Regions from separate parts of the Pan troglodytes genome. Here region 2 is linked to region 1. Evidence: chromatin contacts called from public HiChIP or PLAC-seq data. All regions are on one chromosome and are shown on one strand. The core of a region is the stretch at or near the end of the contact, and the rest is flanking DNA. Distances in the headings are between cores, read along the strand shown. Region 1 holds the start of SCAI (suppressor of cancer cell invasion). Region 2 holds the start of NR6A1 (nuclear receptor subfamily 6 group A member 1).

Region 1 (6,665 bases), core at 1,228-3,727:
CTGCATGGAGGCATTCTGGAATAGCACAGGCTTTGGGATCAGATCTGGGTGAAAACCCCAGCTCTGTCATGCAGTAATAGCAACTAACCTGTATACAGCATATATGCTAAATTGTTACGTTCTCTATTTTGTGATGCCCTTGCTGTATGGGTCTATGGCTATATTACCTTTTAATTTTTTTTTTTCTTGGTAGAGATGGGGGTCTCCCTATGTTGCCCAGTCTAGTCTCGAACTCCCGGCTGAACAGATCCTCCTATCTCGGCCTTCCAAAGCACTGGGATTACAAGCATAAGCTACTGTGCCCAGCCCAAACTTCAAAAAAATTAATTAATCTTGTTCATCCTTCTCTAGAACTTTTCTCCCCCTAGATGAGGAAATAGGCTTAGAGAGGATAGGTGACTTGTCTAACGTTGCACAGGAGAGCTGGAACTTGAATCCCTAGAGGGCACACCAGAGCATTTCTTTAGCGCTCTATTTTAAGCAATATTGGTTATTGTAGCTGTGTGACCCTGAACAAATTGAATTTTCTGAATCTTAAGTTTCTGTGTCTAAAATAAGAGAATATCAGGCAGGGTTAATCTCACTATTAAAAATAGCACACACAAAGCACCCAGTATCTGGTCCAAAGCTGCCTTTTATTAAGGGCTCATACTCATAGGCCATTTGTTCAAATTCATTGTAGTTTGGAAGAATAATCCAAGGCAATGTATAATTGCTAACATAGTGTAGATTTTGTAAGTACAACACATCTGGACAAGGAAATGTTTGATGTAGGATGGAGTAATTGGGGAAGATAAAGAGGAAGTGTGAATTAAATGTGGACTGGAATGATGGGATTTGTATGTCTTACAGAGTTAAAATAAGCAGAGATCACTTGGACACAATGTGAAGACTCGAGGATCCTTTTTGGGAAGGCGTAAGAAATGAATAGGTCCTGTTTTATTGACAATATCTGCCATATATCAGTGAGGATTGGTCAATTATGGAAGATGCTAAAAAGCAGGCAATGGATTTTTAATAAGGAATATAATAAATATTTCAAGATTACTTCCCTAGTGAGTTGATGATCCCCCTTCGTCTGACACAAATTATTCTGGAGTTCTTTCCTCTCTCTGGCTTGATAATATGGGTGGAAACTGTTAGTTGAGATTGAGGTGATTTGTGGTTCTGTGACTTTAGGATTACATGAAATACTAATTTGGGGGACCAACAGAGATTTGACATTTTTTCAAAGCAATTTTTCAAATCCTACTACAATTTACCGTCAGTATTACTTCATAAATGGAAAGTCATTTTACCATTAAAGATGTAGGTAGGACCATCTCAGAAGAAAAGACAGCTCTTTACACCAAATACATTTGGTTTTGTGAAAAACTAGTATCCTAATTTTTGCCGCTTATGGAAATCAATGAGAGATTTTCCCCACCCCAATGTTGACATGTACTACTCGACGCTGTCATATTATTGAGGCATAAAAGATGTTCTAATAAAATGGAAGTGACTTAAGAGAAAGTTTTATGCCTCCTCCCAACTCTGAACAGATGCTGAGGATATACCAAACAAGTTCACACAGGAGTAGAGATTTAGAGAGGCCTTCCCACCTTCAAGAATTTTATAATACGTTAATGAGCTGAGTCTTATTTTCAAGGATGGCTTTGTTAAAGCAGAAGAAGGGTAACTATGCTTATGAAAGGCAGTTTTGCATGCCTGTTTGTCAAAAAATACAGTACAATTTATTTTAAAATTGATTAATTGGTGTAGAACTTGCAGTGGTCACAGAATCAGGATGGTCAGCTTCCATTCAGGGATCAAATTTGTCCAGGCCTTTCAAAATGGAACACGTTGCTTTTAGTATGGCATTGGTTCTGTTTGTAGTGCTGATTTTTCTTTCATGGTAATTAAAAAAAAATCTTACTTTCTTAAAAGCCTGCACCCAAGCTAGTGAGCTTTTCTGCAGAGGATTGAGCATCCAAACCATGCTTTATTTTGGTGGATTCTTAGAGTTTTCTGGCTGGGTCCTTTTTGGGGGGTAGCTGTGAGCTGTGAGACAATTTCAGCAAGATGTAGGGACAAGGATCGCATTCGAGGTGGCTTAAAAGGAAACACGTTTGTGAGAGTTGCCTCACTGTCTCACCTGCTAGAGGAAATTGGGAGATTTCAGGGCTTGTTTTCGGTCCTGGCGTGGTGCAGAGGTGGAGGGGCGCCAGCAGGTGTGTGGTATGCAGGACGCAGAGCCAGGAGAACCTGGGGCAGGTGTCTGGAGCCGGGGGTGCAGTTCCTACTTTTAGGCGCATGGTGGCGCTAGGGTCTCCTCCGGCCCTGCTAGCAATCTCTAAGGCACCTCCGCCGCCACCTGCAGTCTCAACCAAACCTCTGGGTGGGCGGCGCGGGATGTGACGGGCCGAGCGTCCAATCGACTGACAGATTTCCGTCCACACTACTGCTCTAGCCAATGGGAACCGAGGAGAGGCGCGGAGGAGGCGGGCCCCGCGGCAAGCCTGGCAGAGGCGCGAGGCCCTCCTCCCGCCTCTCCGCCTACTCCAGCCTCCGCCGCCTCAGCTTCCCGAGCGAGCCCTGCGGCCGCCGGAGCAGCTCCCGCGGCGGAGCAGGAGCCGGATGGTCAGAGGAGCCCGGCAGCCCCAGCAGCCGCGGAGTCGCCTGCCCCCCAGGTGCGGGGGCTGGGTGGAGGCCGGGGTTGGGGATGGGGTGGGGGCCAGAGAGCGGGCCCAGGGGCAGCGGCTCGGGGCCGTGGAGCATTCGGGGCGCAGAGACCGGAGGGGCGGGGGGTGCAGGCTGGGGGGACCTTGGGGGCGCCTGCAGGCGGCGGCGCGGGCTGGGCGCGATCGCCTCCTCGAGGCCAGGTGAGAGGGGCGTGTGAGGGAAGGGGCGCCGAGGGGTGAGGCTGGCGGCGCGGGGCCGGGAGGGGCAAGGCGGGCGCGCCCCCGGAGGGGCCGTGGAATGCGGGGGTCGCCGGGCCCGGAGAGGCGGGGCGTGGAGGGGGCAGTGCACGGTCGGGAACGGGTGGGCACAGGAAAGGGGAGGCTAGGGGGGCTTGCGGGGGTGACGAGGCAGACAATGAGTAGGTGGAGGTGGGTGATTTTGGGGAGCTGGGCTGTGACGAGCAGGGGTCGAGGATGGGGTGAGGGACCAGGAAGGTTTGAGCTCAGGGAGAATTGGGGGAACGGTGAGTCCCAGGAATGCTAGGTCTTGGTAAATAGGGGAAACAGGGCATGAGGCGTTTGTAAGGTCAGATCTGAGCTTGGCGAGCCTGTGGTCCCAGAGGGTGGTCTATTTAGTTCTTGACTGGCACGGTAGCGCCGGGAGATGTTTTCTTGTATGTTACTTTTAGTTACCGTCTTATTTGTTTGGTCTGCAGACTGACTGGCACAGTGGAGAAACCGCCTCGAAAACGGAGAAGCAGGTAAGGCAGTGCCTTCCTATTTTGCTTCATGTTTTTCTTTTTGCTTGGCTGCACCTGTGCCGTACTGCATAATTGTATACTGTCAGTAGATGAAGTTTCTTATTTATCCCCCTTTTAAAAGAATATAACCACATGCATGATTTTTCTTTTGAGGACTTCAAATTACTACCTCTACAGTCGATTTTTTTTTTTTTTTTTTTTTTGGTATCTGAGATAATGTGGGAAATCTTGAGAAATCCTACTTTTTTACTTTTTGATGTTGTGTAAGGATCTCAGCTATTTTTTTTTTTAACCTTAGCCATAATTTCATTTTCTCCAGCATCTCTGTTTAAAAAGCTCATCTTGGCTGGGGTGGCTCATGCCTTCAATCCCAGCACTTTGGGAGGCTGAGGCAGAAGGATCATTTGAGCCTGGGAGTTCAAGACCAGTCTGGGCAACAGAGCAAGACTCCGTCTCTACAAAAAATTGAAAAACTAGCCGGTCCCATAAATATATACACCTACTATGTACCCACAAAAACAAAAAATTAAAAAACCGAAAACCAACTAGCTGAGCGGGTGTTGTGGACCTATAGTCCCAGCTTCTCAAGAGGCTGAGGTGGGAGGATTGCTTGAGCCCAGGAAGTCAAGGCTGCAGTGATGCAGTGAGCCGTGATCATGCCACTGCACTCCAGTGTGGGGAACACAGCAAGACCCTGCCTCAAAAAATAAACTAATTTTATTGAGCATCTACTATGTGCCAAGTACTGTGTACGAATGCTCTATGTGTATCTTCTCCTGTAATCCTCAAAGAACCCCAAGAGAATATGTAGTGTCAACTATTTTACAGAAGAGGGAACTGCGACACAGAGAGGCCGAATATTTACCCAAAATCATGCATCTAGTAAAAGATAAAACCAGGATTTGAATCCAGACAGTCTGACTCCAGAGCTTAAGCTCTTAACTGTTATACCATAATGCTGCTAATAAATATACAATTGAAAGTAGGTTTTCTTATTGCTTTATCTTTTGTCGTTGGACACTGTGTAGTTAACTCGAATGGTTGAACCTTAGGAAAATAGAAGCAAAGAGTTTAAGTAGTCCACAAACAAAGTGAATTAGTCCTTGAGTAATGGAGATGAAGATATATTTATCACATAAACATTTTTGACTGCATTCCATGTGAGAGGTACTACATAGCAATTCTGTGTAGTCATTAGATGATTCCTTTTTCACAGATGTTGGCATTGACCTAGAGAAAGTAAGCTACTGTAGTTATGTGACCAGTAGGACTACTTTCATAGTTAATATCTGGCAAGTTATTGATGTTAATACACAGAAAACCTCAATAGTAAATAGACACGAAATGCTGATGGTGGAAGTGCCAACAGAGTTTCCTTGTCACACTTTAGGCCTGTACTGTCCAATCCAGTAACCATATGCAGGGTGAGCACTCAAAATGCATCTAGCATGACTGAGGAACTAAATTTTTAATTTAATTTAATTGTAATTAAATTAACTTGAGAAACTGCTACTTGGTCACCTATTGGAAAACGTTCAAGTATGTTTTGAACAACTTGGGTATGTGAGTCTGTATTTTTCATCCGTCATTTTATGAAATCTAAATATATATCAAATATTTCCAATGAGAATTTAGGGTCTGAAATGAGATAAGTATAAAATACATGCTAGATTTCAAGTTAGTACAAAAATTGAATAAATAAAATTTCTCAGTAACTTTTTATATTGATGACATAGTGAGATAATATTTTAGGTATATTGGATTAAATACTTTTTTTTTTTTTTGAGACAGGGTCTGGCTCTGTCATCCAGGCTGTAGTGCAGTGGTGCAATCTCAGCATACTGCAACCTCCACCTCCTGGGCTTAAGCCACCCAGCCAACTCAGCCTCTGGAGTAGCTGGGACTACAGGCGCCTGACACCTCACCCAGCTCTTTTTTTTTTTTTTTATAGAGACAAGGTTTGGCCATGTTGCCCAGGCTGGTCTCAAACTCCTGACTCAAATGATCCAACCACCTTGGCCTACTAAAGTGCTGTGATTACAAGTGTGAGCTGCCATGCCTGGCTGTAAATAAAATTGTTACTAAAATTATTTTCACTTACTTTTTCCTGAGACAAAGTCTTACTTTGTTGCCCATACTGGAGTGCAGTGATGTGATCTTGACTCACTGCAATCTCCGCCTCCTGGGTTCAAGCAATTCTCTTTCCTCAGCCTCCCGATTAGCTGGGATTACAGGCGCCTGCCACCATGCTTGGCTAATTTTTGTATTTTTAGTAGAGACGGGGTTTCAACATGTTGGCCAGGCTGGTCTCGAACTCCTGGCCTCAAGTGCTCTGTCTGACTAGGCCTCCCAAAGTGCTGGGATTACAGGTGTGAGCCACCGGGCCTGGCCTTCACTTACTTCTTTTTCCTTTTTATTTTTCTTCTGAGACAGGGCTTGGCTCTGTTGTCAAGGCTGAAGTGAAGTGGTGCAATCACAGCTCACTGCAGCCTCGACCTGGTAATCCTTCCACCTCAGCCTCCCAAGTACCTGGGACTACAGATGTGCACCACCATGCCAGGCTAACTTTTTATTTTTTGTAAGAGACAGGGTCTCACTGTGTTGCTCAGGCTGGTCTCCTATGCTCAAGTGATGCGCCAGCCTTGGCCTCCCAAAGTGCTAGGATTACAGGCGTGAGCCACCATACCCAGCCTTTCTTTTTATTTTTTCTAATATGGCTACTAGAAAATTAAAAGCTGCATACATTTAACTTGCATTGTATTTCTTTGCATTGTATTTCTTTTGGATAGCTCTCATTTAACTCTCATTACCCCACTGCCAGACTCTTCAGTAGCCTTCTGACTGGTTTCCCTACCTTGAATCTGTAATTCCCTCCCTGTACTGTGCAAATCGATCTTGTAATTCTCATGCTTAGGATCCCTCTGTGCTTCCTCATTGCTTATTGAACATCATTCAGACTTTTAGCCTAATCATATAAAAAAATTGCCTTTATTTTACTTCTTCTTACTTTCCCAGCCACGGTTAATACTTTGGCCATACCGATTTTCAATGATGGAACTATTAAATGTCTACTTTTAAATGATTTAACTTTCTGGTAAACCTTCAAGATGAATTAATTGCTGAATGTAACTCCGTGCTCCATTTGCCATTCCCAGAACTTATGTTCCCTCTTTGCTTTGGTTTTTTGTTTTTAGGGTTTTTGTTGTTTTTGTTGTTGTTGTTGTTGTTTTTTAAAGACGGTCTC
Region 2 (6,325 bases), core at 1,697-4,196, 370 kb after region 1:
CTGCCTCTGGCCTCAGAACCACAGCCCCCTAAGATCCCTCCTTACCCTTAGACACATTCCTTTCCAGATCTTTTGTCTTGAGTCCTGCAGGTGGTAGCAGAGTCTTTTTCATCTTTCTGAACCTGTCCCCACATTTCTAAACCGGGGGAGAAAGTATTGATTTCTTAGGATTGTTGGAAGAAATGTAGAGAGATTAGATAAAAGGCCCCATAGTAGGTGCTGGACTCATAGTGAGTGCTTAGTTCATTGGGCTGTCTGTGCTTAGGACAGTGGCTGGGGTCTCTAGCACAGTCATTTCCCTTGTTTTTCTCAGTCTTGTGGTATTTGACTCCTCCCAGAAGCACTTTCAGAAGACATGCATCTGAGATTTAGAACCACTCTTTAAATAACATTAGTAAGAGGTTCCATTTATTAGGCCAGACCTTTAATTGCTTTGCAAGCATCGTTTAATTCTCATAGCATTCCTGCTAGGTAGCAACTATCATTATTACCCATCCCCTTAGAAGACAGGAAATAGAGGCTCAGAAGTCACTCACCTAAGGTTAGCTGTTTTTATCCATTCTTTCACCCAGTCAGCAATTATTGAGAGCCTACTATGTGCCAGATCTGTACTCAGCAGTTGGGGTTATGAATGAGAATAAAGGGATGTGACTAGTCAGGGAGGTGTGGGAAGGTTTATGGAAGGAAGGGACAACAGAGCTGTAGTCTGAAGGACTGGAGGAGTTGTTTCCAGGGGCTGAGCATTTGGCTGAACTCTTCTGCCCATCTAAAGAGGGTTGACTTAGAATCTTCATCAACTACCGAAACTCCAGGGCTGCACGTTTCTGCAGTGCCACTTAGGCTCTGATGGCATCTCCAGGGACAGAGAACTCACTACCACCAGAACCTGTGACAAAAAGGTAGATTCCTGAGAAAGGCCAGATGGTCCTGACTTTTTTTTTTCTTTCTTTTTTTTTTTGAGACGGAGTTTTGCTCTTGTTGCCCAGGCTGGAGTGCAATTGCGCCATCTCGGCTTACCGCAGTCACCGCCTCCTGGGTTCAAACGATTCTCCTGCCCCAGCCTCCTGAGTAGCTGGGATTACTGGCATGCGCCACCACGCCTGGCTAATTTTGTATTTTTAGTAGAGACGGGTTTTCTCTATATTGGTCAGGCTGGTCTCAAACTCCTGACTTCAGGTGATCCGCCCGCCTCAGTCTCCCAAAGTGTGGGGATTACAGGCATGAACCACGGCGCCCAGCAAGGTCCTAAAGTATTTTAGAACCCACAGCTGAGGGAATGGCAGGCCGTCCTCTCTTAGTCACAGGGTTTAGCTCCTGAAACACTGCTACCTAGCAGAGGGGATCTAGTTGTCCCTCGGTGGAAGGTATTAAGGAAGATGCCACTGAAGAAACATTTGAACAGGATCTTGAAAGATGAATAGGAGTTTGGGAGTGGGTCAGGTGAAGTCAGCCGCGTTCCAGCTTGAAGGAGCCAAGGATTAAGGTTCTGGTGTGTGACAGAATGGAGCTGGAATCCCCATCACTTCTGGTGGACTTCATCAGTGCTGGAAAGGGACAATATTGTTGCTATCTCATAGAGCAGGTATGAGGTTTAGACGGCAGAGCGTTAATGTAAGTCTCCCAGGTTACGTATGAAATACAGTTTCACCAGGGTTGGTAAGGTCCAGTTGCCCCCAAGTGCAGAGAAGCGTTGCAACTTTCGTAGCAGGTGAGGGACGGGGTGTGGTGCGAAATGTGGGCAAGGGTCAGGCCAAGCAGGGATGCGAATGCCAGGACGAGGACTTAAAATTAGGCAAAAAAAAAAAAAAAAAAAAAAAAAAAGGGCTAAGGGATTGGTGGGGCGGGTGGGGCAGGAGAGGGCGAATGAGTGGCCACCGAGGAAGCTGCAGCATAATCCGGCAGAGCAGAAGTGGGCAAAGCACCAACGTTCTCGTTCTTTGTCTTCAAGTGGGCCAGGTAGGCCTTAGACCCTTGGCGGCAGCAGCGAAATCCTTTCCCGATGGGGTCGCCGAAGACGGACACCCCGGCGGGCCTAGTGACCGGTGGCCGCGCGCCACCTGGTGGCCGCAGCGGGTGAATTCGGCCGGGAGCCGCTGCAAAATTCGGGATTTTGCTTCCGGAAAGCTTCGGGAAACTGAGGTGGGAGGGGCAGGGGTTTGCGATCTTCCAACTTGATCCTGTCCTTATTCCAACCCCCTTTTACAGATAGGGAAACTGAGGAAAGGGGAAGGCAAACAAGGCTGGGCAAGGGATCCCTCTTAAACGGAAGGTTTCAAGACACCTGGGGTCAAGAGCCTAGGGCTTTCTTTAATAGCCCCAATGGCCCGGAGCTTAGTTTGCCCATCTGTTCTATGGGCAGGGGGAAAATGAAAGGGGAGGAGGGGAAACTTTAGTCTTTCCCGCCCACCCGGAGGTAAAAAGTCTTTAAAGACTACCCCGGAAAGAAGAATTTTATAGATTCCATTTGCATACGAACGCAGTCACCTCGAGTTAAACTCCGGTCCTTTAATCTCCGGTCCAATTTGTCCCGCAGCGGCAGGGAGAGGCCCACGTGAGTACCTTCAAGCCCCGCCTCCAGGGCCCCGCCCACAGGGCTGGGCTTCGTTGCACGTGCTCACCCGGCTGCCTCGCGATCCGCCTCCTCGCAAAGACTCATTGTTGGGGTGGGGGGTTACGAGGACTCTTAGGGAACTTTGATCAGGTAGAAATCACAATCAAGACAAGGCCCGGAAGTATCCGCTTACTACATAGACATCAAACGCTTTGTCATGGTTCTTGGTATTGACAGACTTTAGCTTTCCCTTCTCAGGACTTCTTATCCCTCCTTCCACCCCTTCAGTTGGTGCGGTCGGCGTGGCCGGCCTCGCAGAGCGGACTCCAACTTCCAGCGTGCCCCGCAGGGCCTTGCGCGGCAGAGGCGTGTGACGTCAGGGGAGGGAGCTGGCCAGTGCTGAGGGGGCGCGGCGCGGAGGGGCGCGGAGCGGCGCGGAGCCGGGCGGCTCGGGGCCCAGAGAGAGCCGCGGCCGGGAGCTCGCGGGCTCCTGACAACCTCCTCCCCTCGGCGGACGACGACCACGGCGACTAGGGCGCCCGTCATGGCGGAGCAGCAAACCCAGCGCGGACCCTAGGCACCACCGCATGGAGCGGGACGAACCGCCGCCTAGCGGAGGGGGAGGCGGCGGGGGCTCGGCGGGGTTCCTGGAGCCGCCCGCCGCGCTCCCTCCGCCGCCGCGCAACGGTGGGTGAGGGGCCTGCGACGCCCGGGCCAGGCAGGAACCGGCTTCCTGAGCCTCCGCCAGGGATCCCCCTCCTCTCTGCCGACCCTTGCCCTGGGAAGCCGCAGCGGCCCCGCGGCCCCTTAGGGTGGCCCTTCACCCCGTTCCCCCTTGGCGCGGACCCTCCCTCTCCTCCCCGGTCTCGCTCAGGGTGGATCCTCCTCCTTCGTCCCTGTTCCCTTCCGCGCGGACCCTCCCCCTGCCCGGGTCCCTGGGCACCGAGCTTCATTTCCCCCTCCCCCCGTCCCCTCTGCACAGGCTTCCCCTCCCCCCGTCCCCTCAGCACCAATCCTCCCTCCTCCCCCCGGGTCCCCTCCCCCTGTCTTCCCAGCGCCGAACCTTCCCCTCCCCCCGGGCCCCTCAGCTTGGAAGTCCCCCCCGCGGTCCGTCAGTGGGGGCATCCCCTCACTCGGGTTCCCTTAACGCAGAGCCTCTCTTTTCCCCTACAGGGGTTCCTCCTCCCACCGAGGACGCTCCCTTCTTGCCCTGTTGACCCGACTCCACAGCACCCTTGTACCGCTCAGCTTTCTAGAGCGTTTTCCTCTTCTGCAGCCTCGAGCGTTCTTCCTTGAATACTACGAGCCCCCTACCTCTGCCGAACCCCCGTTCGCTAGACATCCCCCAGTCGTTTCCTTTTTCGGACCCCTTCGCGCCTCCTGCTTCCCCTGCGCCTCACCTTCCTCAACGCCCCGCGCGCTCTGGCCGGTCTCCGCCCCTGCTCAGCTCCCCTCTCCGCCAGGCAACGGCTTTCCCTGGCCGAGGGCTCCAGCCCGCCCCGGGGCCCCAGACACCTGCCTCCTCCCGGCTTCTGCCCGGCAGGTCCCGGTCCCCACCTCTTAGTCTCAGTTCTCCTCTTTCTTGTCCCGATCCGGGACCCTGGGAGCTGAGAATCCCTCACCTGGCCCGGCACTTCCTACCGCTCGTCCCTCGCCCCCTCGCCCGGGCCGGGTCCTCAGGTTCCTCGGGGCTTCCTCGCCCTCCTCCTCTTCGCTCCCTCCCCCTGCGGGATGTTTTATTTGTATCTGTTTGATATTTTCCTCCTCGGTGTTTGCCGCGGAATGTTTTTATTGGTAACGTGTTAGGAGCTTTTGTGAGGTCGTAAAAGGTGAACTTTTGAACTTGGAAAGCGCCCTGGAGCAATTAGCGCAGGCGATCGCCCCGGGAGGCCTGCATTACAAAGGGTGCTCGCACCGGCCGGCAAACGCTCCGGCGGCAAACCCGATTTATTTATTTGCCCTGTTTTCCACCCTTCACATCTCCTCATTTCCGAATAAAGGGAGGCTCTCAGAGATCCGTGCCTCCTCCCCTCGCTGCGCCATAAACTCGCAATTCTCTGAAAGATCTAGGACCGAACAGTGTCTAACAAGTAACAGATTTCAAATTGAATGCAAACACCCGGGACAGTTAGGAGGCACTAAAAATTAACTGCTTCACCAAGAGGTTTCTCAATCAGGACAGTGACCTGGCAGGTGTGAGGAAAGTAACCTGAAAATAGGTCAGTTAGGCGCTCAATTGTTGAATGAGTGAGTAGCTACAGACGGTGGAAATCTTGGGTTGGATCCGTGCCTTCATACGTTTATTAACTAGTCAAACATTTTGTTAGTTTAGGAGATCTGGTGTTTTTTACAAAAGGGAAAAGTCCGTGTAGAAGAGAGCTTGGTTAACTTCACTTGATGTTGCTGATCTTAAAAATAGTGATGTGTTTTCAGAGCTCTTTTTTTTTTTTTAATTTGTGTATGATGTATGATGGCTAGGTGGCTGGCCGTTCCGTGGGCTGTCGTTGGCAACTAATTTCTGAATGTGAACATGTTTGAGATCAATAAAATTCCGTGTCACAAAGGGGGAAGCTGGAATCCAGTTAGGGTAGAAGGAGACAGTATAATAGGAACAAAGGATTTCTTTAATGCCTTTGACTTTTTAAGCTAAGTTTGTGTGGAGATTTGGTTTGGTATTAATTTGTGAGTGTTGTAAATCCTGATCTAAATTTTCCCATGCTGATTTTTTTGAATCCAAGCCCCATCTTATATCCCATATTAGCGTGTATATTTCTGTGATGCCTTCCTATGTGTGAATACTTCCTGTACCCACCTGTGCATATAATGTAGATGACGGATTTTACTGCAATTCAATATTTACTGCAATATTGCTTTCAATTCTACTTGAGAATAATAGTGTTGTAAGAGAAACCTAAGAACTGCATTTGTTATTAATTATTCATTAGTACATTTTAAAGAACTCAATGGTAATTTTAACTCAATCAGATTTCCCATTCATAGTCTCATTTCCTCAATTGGTCAGAACCATTTGAAAGAATGTTATCGAGCAATCCATTTAGACTAAGGTGGCTTTAAAGCTTTACATTAGTCTAAGTTAGTGGTGCAGATGTTTTCTTTTTGCTGAAAATACAATGGGAACTTTTGGCAGCTTGATGGGCTTAAAATACACTAGACGCTAGACCGTTGTGGGATATTTTTCAGTGTAAAAGCTAGCATTGTGCAATGTTTTACAATTTATGTTCATTAGCACTTATGAAGTTAACATGCTCACAGAAGAATTGCCAAAAATTTTTTTAAGTTTGCCCATGGAACAATGGGCACATTTTTTCTTTTTTGCTTCCTAATTAATATTTTTCTCCAAAAATATATGAAACTGCTTGTTCTGAGTAGAAAAGAAATGAATTATCTGTTTTTTACTCCTAGTGACTAATTTCTATTTTATATGAACTATTTTCAAGAGACAACTATACAGATAGGGGGTCTTTTGGTCTCTGTCATGAAGAAATAAACTGGAGGTGGCATTTTAGAAATGTTTTCCTACCGGAAACACCATTTATGCTGAATTTACAGTCCTTTAAATGGTTTTTATTCTGTCAGAACAGAGTTTCTTTCTAGCCTTTTGATGCACCATCATCCTTCCAGGAATTCCCTGTGCTGACTGCGCTATTTTGAGTTGTTGCTTGTAGGTTTTCATAACAAACATGAACTCATTTAGTTGTAATAGAGGACTGCTCCCTTTTGGGATTTCAAAGGAAGATGAATGATTTGAGGAAG

Evidence for each region. HiChIP or PLAC-seq counts read pairs in DNA pulled down with a chosen protein or histone mark.
Region 2: a contact with region 1 is called in an H3K4me3 HiChIP or PLAC-seq map of stem cell-derived excitatory neurons, with 3 times the contacts expected there. The contact joins the promoter of NR6A1 here to the promoter of SCAI in region 1. A contact is called at or near these places in 1 of 7 Hi-C or Micro-C datasets (stem cell-derived neural progenitor cells) and 1 of 1 datasets of contacts at active chromatin or transcription factors (stem cell-derived excitatory neurons).

Annotation. Positions count from the first base shown.
Region 1 is chr11:13,313,545-13,320,209 of NHGRI_mPanTro3-v2.0_pri, forward strand. SCAI (suppressor of cancer cell invasion) reads left to right here and starts at 2,478. Exons shown (of 18, transcript XM_528477.8): 1 at 2,478-2,669; 2 at 3,377-3,421. The coding sequence starts at 2,617.
Region 2 is chr11:13,685,920-13,692,244 of NHGRI_mPanTro3-v2.0_pri, forward strand. It overlaps NR6A1 (nuclear receptor subfamily 6 group A member 1), which reads left to right and starts at 2,947. Exons shown (of 10, transcript NM_001280163.1): 1 at 2,947-3,238. The coding sequence starts at 3,139.